Regions from separate parts of the Oncorhynchus mykiss genome. Here region 1 is linked to region 2. A link is a contact called in public Hi-C data. All regions are on one chromosome and are shown on one strand. Each heading gives the region's core, a stretch centred on a gene start, on an enhancer-like site or on the middle of the called end of the contact. The rest is flanking DNA. Distances are from core to core; before and after follow the strand shown. Region 1 holds the start of plxnd1 (plexin-D1). Region 2 holds the start of ift122 (intraflagellar transport 122 homolog (Chlamydomonas)).

The links. A called contact is a pair of places that touch in the nucleus more often than the background predicts.
Region 1: a Hi-C map of liver shows a contact between it and region 2, with 4 times the contacts expected there. The contact joins the promoter of plxnd1 here to the promoter of ift122 in region 2. A contact is called at or near these places in 2 of 3 Hi-C or Micro-C datasets (blood and liver).

The regions. Positions count from the first base shown.
Region 1 is chr16:59,537,121-59,541,220 of USDA_OmykA_1.1, reverse strand. It overlaps plxnd1 (plexin-D1), which reads left to right and starts at 2,557. Exons shown (of 36, transcript XM_036947420.1): 1 at 2,557-4,017. The coding sequence starts at 2,794.
Region 2 is chr16:59,376,883-59,381,289 of USDA_OmykA_1.1, reverse strand. ift122 (intraflagellar transport 122 homolog (Chlamydomonas)) reads right to left here and starts at 3,139. Exons shown (of 29, transcript NM_001374821.1): 1 at 2,968-3,139; 2 at 2,543-2,609; 3 at 2,367-2,451; 4 at 2,195-2,273; 5 at 1,959-2,035; 6 at 1,775-1,841; 7 at 1,544-1,690; 8 at 678-753. The coding sequence starts at 3,026.

The sequences.
Region 1 (4,100 bases), core at 1,308-3,807, 160 kb before region 2:
ATTGGCCATGTTCTGTTATAATCTCCACCCGGCACAGCCAGAAGAGGACTGGCCACCCCTCAGCCTGGTTCCTCTCTAGGTTTCTTCCTAGGTTTTGGCCTTTCTAGGGAGTTTTTCCTAGCCACTGTGCTTCTACACCTGCATTGCTTGTTGTTTGGGGTTTTAGGCTGGGTTTCTGTACAGCACTTTGAGACATCAGCTGATGTACAAAGGGCTATATAAATACATTTGATTTGATTTGATCTGTATGCTCAAAGTTATCAAATAGATCCTTGAAACACCATATTTACTGTGTGTGTGTATTTTTCCCATTCATATTCCCTAGCTGTTCATGCACAACAATGTCAGTCCATATGGAGTGGATGGGCAGTGGAGTGTTGACCAGGCCTTGTGGAGGTGTTGTTTCTTATCTGTCAGGAAACAGGTTGTTGGGCAGAGCCCGGGCCTCAGAGCTCCACCACAGAGTAGAGAGCAGTAGCTGTTTTCACTGACAACAGAGAAAATAGCAGTCTCTCACTCCAGAAGGCCCTCACCTCACTGTGAGAGAAGGCTCGGGAAGTCTCTAGCTCTCTCTCTTACACGCACCAATACTGTTTAAATGCCTTTTCTTTATGCACCATATCTATGTTGCATATATTACAAGACCCATGTATGACAAATAAGCCTACCTCAACACACACACGTGCGCGCTTCGGTGAGGTGTCACGAATAATCGAGTGTAACCAGAACGCAGCACTCTTTGTTGATATCTGATCCTTGACAGCAGTGACCCGTGATACCCCCTCTCTCCCCAGTCTATTTTCCAGGTCCCTTCCCACTCTCACTCTTAGTGGGGCATTAGGGAGTGTGTTGGAGGGTGTGTGTGTAGGCTTAGGCTGTACGTATGCGTGGTGGAGACTGTTGGTCCTGCATTGCGATCAGTCAGCTGGTTCCTTATCAGACCGCTTTCCTGCCCCTCCGTGCTGGCGGATTAGATGAGCGTGCGTGCGGGCCAACGTAAACACGCATTGACCCGGGCGGTGTTTATCAGCGCAAATAACATCGCCAAGTGGTGATGGGAGGCGTGCACCAACCTGAGAGGAACAGAGCTGGCCCGAGAGATATAATAGTTCCAGCATGCTTTGGATACTGTCCAAACTGGCATGACGCATGGGTTACAATGCGTCGAATAGAACAGAGTGATGGCCATCACATTTGGTAATTGTATTTACTTTCTGTGGGCCTATTTTAACGGTTTTTGAGAGAATAAATCCATGGGTAGCCTAATCCAAAATTACGGGCTCTCAATTTGCGCTGTCACTTTTTGTTTAAAGTCCCTTTGAGCTTTTCAATGTTCTCTCATTGCGTAGTTGTTCACAAGAAGCACTTAATTTGTGTTTTGGAAAAAAAATTGAAGTTTAAAGGGGCAATCAGTAGTTGAACAATAAAAGACATCAACTTACCCTGTTTCGCAAAAACCAGATGTATGGGGCTGGAGAAATGTAACCACTCAAATTCATAGACAGGGCTATGGATGCAAGCACCGAATATCCATGATATCAAAATTATACAGAGTTTCTTTGTTTACAAACATTGGAGTTAAAAAAGCGTAGGCTATATTTTGGATTGTGAGTGGGTACGACAGTCGAACTAAACTCATGAGCGTGGTTACATACCTCGTCTAACCTGAACCCTCTGTATATAGCCTCGGTATTGTTGTTTTGTGTACCTTCTTTTTAAAACTTTAGTTTATTTAGTAAATCTTTTCTTAGCCAACAATGCAGTTCAATAAATATAGTTAAGGGCTTGGAAGTAAGCATTTCACGGTAAGGTCTACCTACACCTGTTGTATTCGGCGCATGTGGCAAGTACCATTTTATATTATTTTGTATTTCATTTAAAGGTTGTATTCGTCAAGAATCATTAGGTACATATGAAGTCCTAAAAATGGATCTAGCAACAGCAGATTGTCTCTTTAAACTTAATCACACATTTTTGAGAGGTGCACATGTGTTGCTTTAGAATATTTATGAGGCGCAGACCCAAACGCTCTGCTAAATAGATGTGAATGTCAAAAACCGGAAAGGTGCGCTGTGGTGCCCATCTGGTAGCACTTTCACGTAGCTTACCCCCACCGTATGTGCGCAGAGCAGACGGAGCCCTCTGCGTATCTGCAGGCAGAACTAATCTGAAAACCAAGGGACCAACTGGCCGCAGGAGATGAGAGTAAGACCCGCCATTAACCCTAAGAGGAGCGGAACCATAGGCTATACTTTCTTCTCAAATTATTATTCCCTCTCAAATTATTATTTTGTAAAAATGTTATTATAGTTTTATTTATATATATATATATATATATATGAGAGAGAGAGAGATCATTAACAGTAATTACACCATTATTGTTCTGCCTTGGTGTGTGGATGAACATTACGCAAATAGCCTACAATTAGCATGCACCAATCGCAACAATGAACTTTGACTGAACACATTTTAAATTATGAAATTCCAAGGCGTGGGCCTATATACTATAATAAGAATTAATGGGGAGTTTGGGATTGCAGCCGCTGGGAGCGGGGCTGTAGGTGGAGTGGGCAGAGAGAGGGGCAGCAGACAGCTCTGCGCGCTCAACTCTCTTCCGCGGTGAGCTGCACTGGGAAAATGAAGCACGACTCTTATTGCGTCACTCTGTGTTTGGGTTTTGAGCAGGAAACAGCATTTCCTCTTAGATTGTCGCAGTAGGAACAAACACATTATTTTGTCCTTACTCAATGCACCCCTCCGCACAGAACACGCGGAAACCGGCCAGAAGGAAAAATGCCTCCTTCGGAAAAGATAGCAGTTCTGATTCTCGGCGTTCTGGTGCTAGAATCGCCCTGGAATGCCCATCACAGCCTTGCCAGCGCGCTACAGATCCAACAGGCGTTCGCCTCTCAAAACCAGACAAATAACTTTGTGGTGGATGAGGTTAGCAGAAAAGTCTACCTGGCTACGGTAAACATGGTGTACCAGCTTAACGGGACCCTGAGCGTAGAAGTGGAGAAGAGAACGGGGCCGGTGGAGGACAACCTGTTGTGCCATGCGCCGCAGCTGCCCCAGGCGCCCTGCGAGCACCCCAAATCCCTCACCGACAACTTCAACAAGCTGCTCGAGCTGGACAGGGAGCAGGGGGTGCTGGTGGTATGCGGCTCGGTGTACCAGGGTTTTTGTGAGCTCAGGAAGATGGAAAACATATCGGAGATAGCCGTGGAGTTCCCCCCTCATGGCGAGAAGACAGTGTTCCCCAGCATGCTGAACATCGCCGCCAACCACCCTAACGCCTCCACCGTGGGGCTCATCTTCAGGAGCCACGGGGGTAACACCCGGCTCCTCGTCGGGGCCACTTATACCGGGGCTGGGACCCAGTTTTTCCCCAAGAACCACAGCAAGGAGGACCTGCGCTTCGAGAACACACCCGAAATCGCAATTCGGTCCCTGAACATCAATGATTTATCCAGGCTGTTCACCTATGACATCAACCCGTCCGAGGACAACGTCTTCAAGATAAAACAGGAGGTGAAGCAGAAGAATAAACTAAACTTCGTTCATGCCTTCATTCAGAAGACCTACGCGTATATTGCTATCAACAATGACGCGAATATGGGCCACAAGCAGAGCCAGCCGAACAGCATCCTTGCAAGGATATGTCTGGACACTGAGAACACACGAAAATCCACCTCGGAAAGCCGAAAGCTCACTGAGTCCTTCATCCAGATGCCGCTTCAGTGTGGATATAACGGAAACATCTACAACCGGCTGGTCTCCGTTCACCCCGCGGAGATCCACTCCCGGAGCGGAGAGGGGCTGGAATCGCACCTTTTCGGAGTGTTCACCAAATCAGACAGAAAGTCTGCCCTGTGCGCTTTTCGGTTCTCAGATATCGAGGAGGAGATCCGTCAGGGCCGGAGGAACTGCTCAAACTCCCCCAGCAGCGATGTGCAGGTGCTGGACAGCGTCATCCAGGGTTCGGGCGCAGCATGCGTACACAAAGGGAACCTTGTGGTAAGTGAAGCATTTTACACTTCAGTGAGATCTGTATGCTTATTCATGTTTGAGAGACTTGGTTGGAACTAATACTGTTTTGT
Region 2 (4,407 bases), core at 1,890-4,389:
AGTGGCCTCCTTAAGTGGTTTATGTGTTATCGTGGATGAGTGATAGCACCGAGGCCATTGGGGTTTCGTTGACCAATCACCGGTGCCCATCTGGGAGCGCAACCTAAACCCGTGGTCATAACCTAGGCCTCTTGATCTGTCACCAATTCAGTGGTTAGAGTGTCCGTCCTGCGATTGGAAGATTGAGAGTTGGATCCTCGGGCCGAGTCATATCAAAGACTGTAAAAATGGGACCTAATCCATCCTTGCTTGGCACTCAGCATGAGATAGATTGGGGGTTGCGATATACTAACGTCCTGTGTACTTGGCTCATGCTCCTGCTCCCATGAGCTGTTTCGGCTCATACAAGTCAAGACTCATGAAGCGCTACTTACTTGATCTGTATGTAACAACTTTGTGTCCTACACACCGATGTGCTACACAGTAGTTTCTATTAAGCAAAGTTGCTCTTTTCAATATCTTTCACCATTGCATTTTTAGTATATTTTATGTTTTATTTTATGTTAGACATGTAGACTATTTATTCATTTGCTGTGGAAACAAACCCAAAATGTTTATCTAACATGTTCCCACTATCCAGATGGGCCGGAAGAAGGCAAAAACATTTATTAAATTCCAGACGCCTGAAGTAAATGTTGGGGAGATGGTTCACGGACATGCGTTTTGCAGACACACACCTGTTTTCCACTGAGCTGGTAGAAGGATAGCTTCTGCCCCCAGTCTGCCACAGCCAGGATGTCATTGTGCTCATCCCTAAGAGAGACACTCCAACATGAGTTTATATTTTCCACTTTAACATTCTGACAATTAAACTGGATTTAGAAAGATTTCAAATCTTATTCACCCAAAAGGTACATTAAACCCTACATCTCACTGGTATGGTAAAAGTAAGTGTCCTATATCATTGTGTTGCCTCCAAACATATAAATCTAGACCTAACCGAAGTATTTCCCTGAGCTTTTATGTTACCTTTCTCAATTTCTCTGTCCTCCCTCTCTGCCTTCCCTACCTGAGCTGGCTGAAGTGGTCTGGATCAGAGAACCCTCCCTGCAGCATGGGCTCCTCCTCCTCTCCTTCAGGCCTGTCCGTCTCTGCTCCTCTTCCTACCTGCCTCTCTCTCTCCAGCTGCCTGCCTAGCCCCAGGACCTCTACCCTGCTACTGCAGCTCTGGCTGTAGGCGGTGTCAATGAGCAGGCACAGGGGCTCTGGCATGCTGCTGTCCACATCCACCGCCTCGTCGTCCTCTCCCTCACAGAAGGGCATCCACTTCCACCAGTCCCTGTCAGAGCCTGCCTGGTCAAACACTGACACTTGCTGGCTGTCTACAGGCCATACACTGTCATTCTCTGATTTTCACTACCATGCTTGTTTCACATTGTGAACTGGCAGCTTAAAAAGACTAAATCCAGAGAAATATCACTCAGAAAAAAATGTATTATTGTTGATTTCAAAAGCAATAAACCTTTACTCTCCAAGACATTGCACACACAGGTTTAAAATGTTTTACACAGCAAAAAGCCCACATGAGAGGTGAGTGACTCACTTGGAGGGGTTCCATGCGATGGACCAGATAGGAGAGGAGGATCCTCCTGGTCGCTCTATTTTCACCTTCTCCTCTCCGTTCTTATTCCTGATGCTCACCACCCCGTTCATCATGCCCAGGGCCAGGTACTGACCGTCGTTGGTCCACCTGCGGTCAAAATAATTATGACAATACTGACCATAAGAGAGGCTATCCAAACAAAAAGGAGAGCAGCAATTTCTCAATACCCACCCACAACATGTTATCTTGCTGTTGACTTTGTGCTTGGATACAGATTTCTGTTCTGGGGACCACAGACCTAGAGAGAGAAACAAATTATACAGATGCTGCTCTTATGACTGCATGTCTTCAACACCCCTTTAACCCCTTCCCTGTAGAGGTGTAGAGGACAGGACAATCCCAGTGTACCACTCACCAAAGTCCCCAGAGGAGCAGGAGGCCAGCTGGTGGCTGACTGGGTTGTAGGCAACACACTGGATGGAGTCATTATGTCTGAGGAGCAACATACAAACAAAATCTGCATAGTGAGTGAGCCAGGAGTGACCTCAACAGAACATAATGCTACTGATAATGTTGTAATGTGTGTAATAATCATAGAGATCCTATTAAATTATTCTAATTCCTAATTCTGTGGTAATAATGATCACTCACGTATATTTCAAAATACCCTCCAGTTTAGATGTCCAGATGATGATGCTTTTGTCAGCAGAACCTGAGGCAAACCGTTTCCCTACAGAGAAGCACAATGTGAGACCCAACAGACTTGTGTTTGTTAATTGGGAACATCCAGATTGGTGTGTTAAGAGTATACTGTACTAAGTACCATCTTTGGCGTAGGCAACACAGTACACTGTGTCCTTGTGTCCTTTCAGAGGCTGAATGAGAGTTCCATCTGATGTGTCATACACCTGGAAAGACAATATGCAATACTTAGCAATATATGCAACTTAGCTATGATTCGAAAACCAATGGCATCATCATCATCATCCCCAAACTCACCAAAACACGATTCCCAGCTGCCACAATAAGCTGGCTGCCATCTGGTTTGAAGGCAAGGTCGTAGATACTAGGGAGAAAATGTACTGCAATCACAATATGCTGAAAACCTGTTTCAATTATGCTATTAAGCCATAGGTAGCTGCTCTGCTAGTTAGCATTAATGTTCTAGCTGTGCTTAGCCACGCAAACAGATTACCTAGCTAACTAGCAACGTTATCACTCGTTAGTAGACAGATCATTTATTTTAAGATTGCATGAAATGGATAGTGAAAATCTTAGTAAACAAAGCTAGTTTGCTACAGTTGGCTAACTAGCTAGCTAGCCAGCCACTGCGGGAGTTTAGATAGTAACCGCCGTTGCTATCAACACTGCCAACTGCAACATCAGGCCTGTTGATAAAACTGTAAATGCAAAGGCTAGATTACCATTGCTCAACTTTGTCGCGATCATGTACTTTGTCAATCCATGTAGGAACTGCCCTCATTTTGCCTTTTTAACAAATTAAACAGATACACGTTAGGTTGTTCAACAGGTTGCTGTCTTTTCGTGGGGCCGAGGATCGTTTACATGGCAGGACCTGCTTGCTTACTTGTGCGCAGACTCCCTTCCCTCTTTCCTGTCCTCCTTCCTGTGTTCTGCGCATGAGTCAAGCAGAGTCGCTCACAAAGTAGTTCACAGAACTTCATACAGCACAACGGCAGATACAATTTATCCAAAGATGTTGATGTCATGTCTCCGAAATGCCTAGCACCCGACAACTTTATTAAACTTGATCATTAAGTAATATGCAACATTTTTCTAGAACAGCATGTGATGATGAGGCATGTAAACAAAACACAGCTGTCAGATCAAGCCTCTGCAAATGCATTACTTAGCTAGTTAGTTAAGTTAGCTAGTTAGTTAATAGTCACCTATTTTCCCAATCCCTATAACATGATGGACAGTGGATTGACTGTTCTAATTCATATTTTTGTTAGTGGCAGCTAGGTATAGAGCTTCAACCCCAGATAGATTGAGAGAGCAACATCATGACTGAAGATGAGAGGGAGGACTGGAGCATGAGGATCTCAGCCACATGAAACTCAACAGGGGACAGTCAGCTCCATCACAGGCTGTGAGAGGGACAGTCCACTTTTGATAAAAGTTGTGTTTCAACCTACTGACACCAACAACACGGTCACAACCAGGCTAAAAAACAATGACCTCAACACAGAGAACACCATCACTGACACACACTAATCCTGATGGAGAGGCAGACGCTATGGCTGTTCCTGGTTCAGATATGACGGTTAGAAAACAAGCTGGGTCCAATCCATCATATGCTCTCATTCTCAAGTCTTGTTGCATGTAAACATCACTGAAGTATGTCTGTATCTTACTGTCAGGGCTAGGGGTTAAGTGCATTTCAGAGTGAGATCATAAAGTCGGATCAATAATTCCTCATGAGGTAACTGATCTGTCTACCTCTGCAGTCCCCTGGGACAGAGGTTCCGTCCAGAATGTCTCATCAAGCCTTCCTTCCTTTCGGAGGGGATCTACAGATAGACAACTTTGATGTCACAACAGCCAGGAGTGGCAGTGCAGCTGTGACCCCACAGCCCAGCCAGGAGAGACAGAGGAATGGTCATCAGGAACACACACGTCACACCTAAGGTCACTGATAACAGGTAAAACACATACAGGCAGGACACAGACAGGCAGGACACAGAGGAGAATATGGAAGAGGGGGGTCGAATATTACGCCTTTCTCCAAATAACACAAAAAGAGCCTCTTTCGCAAAATCCTACAAGCAGAGAACTCAGAGTTAGAGGAAAGGGCACTTTGTCAATTCAGTATACCCCTGACAGACCTCCCTTGGCCAGGT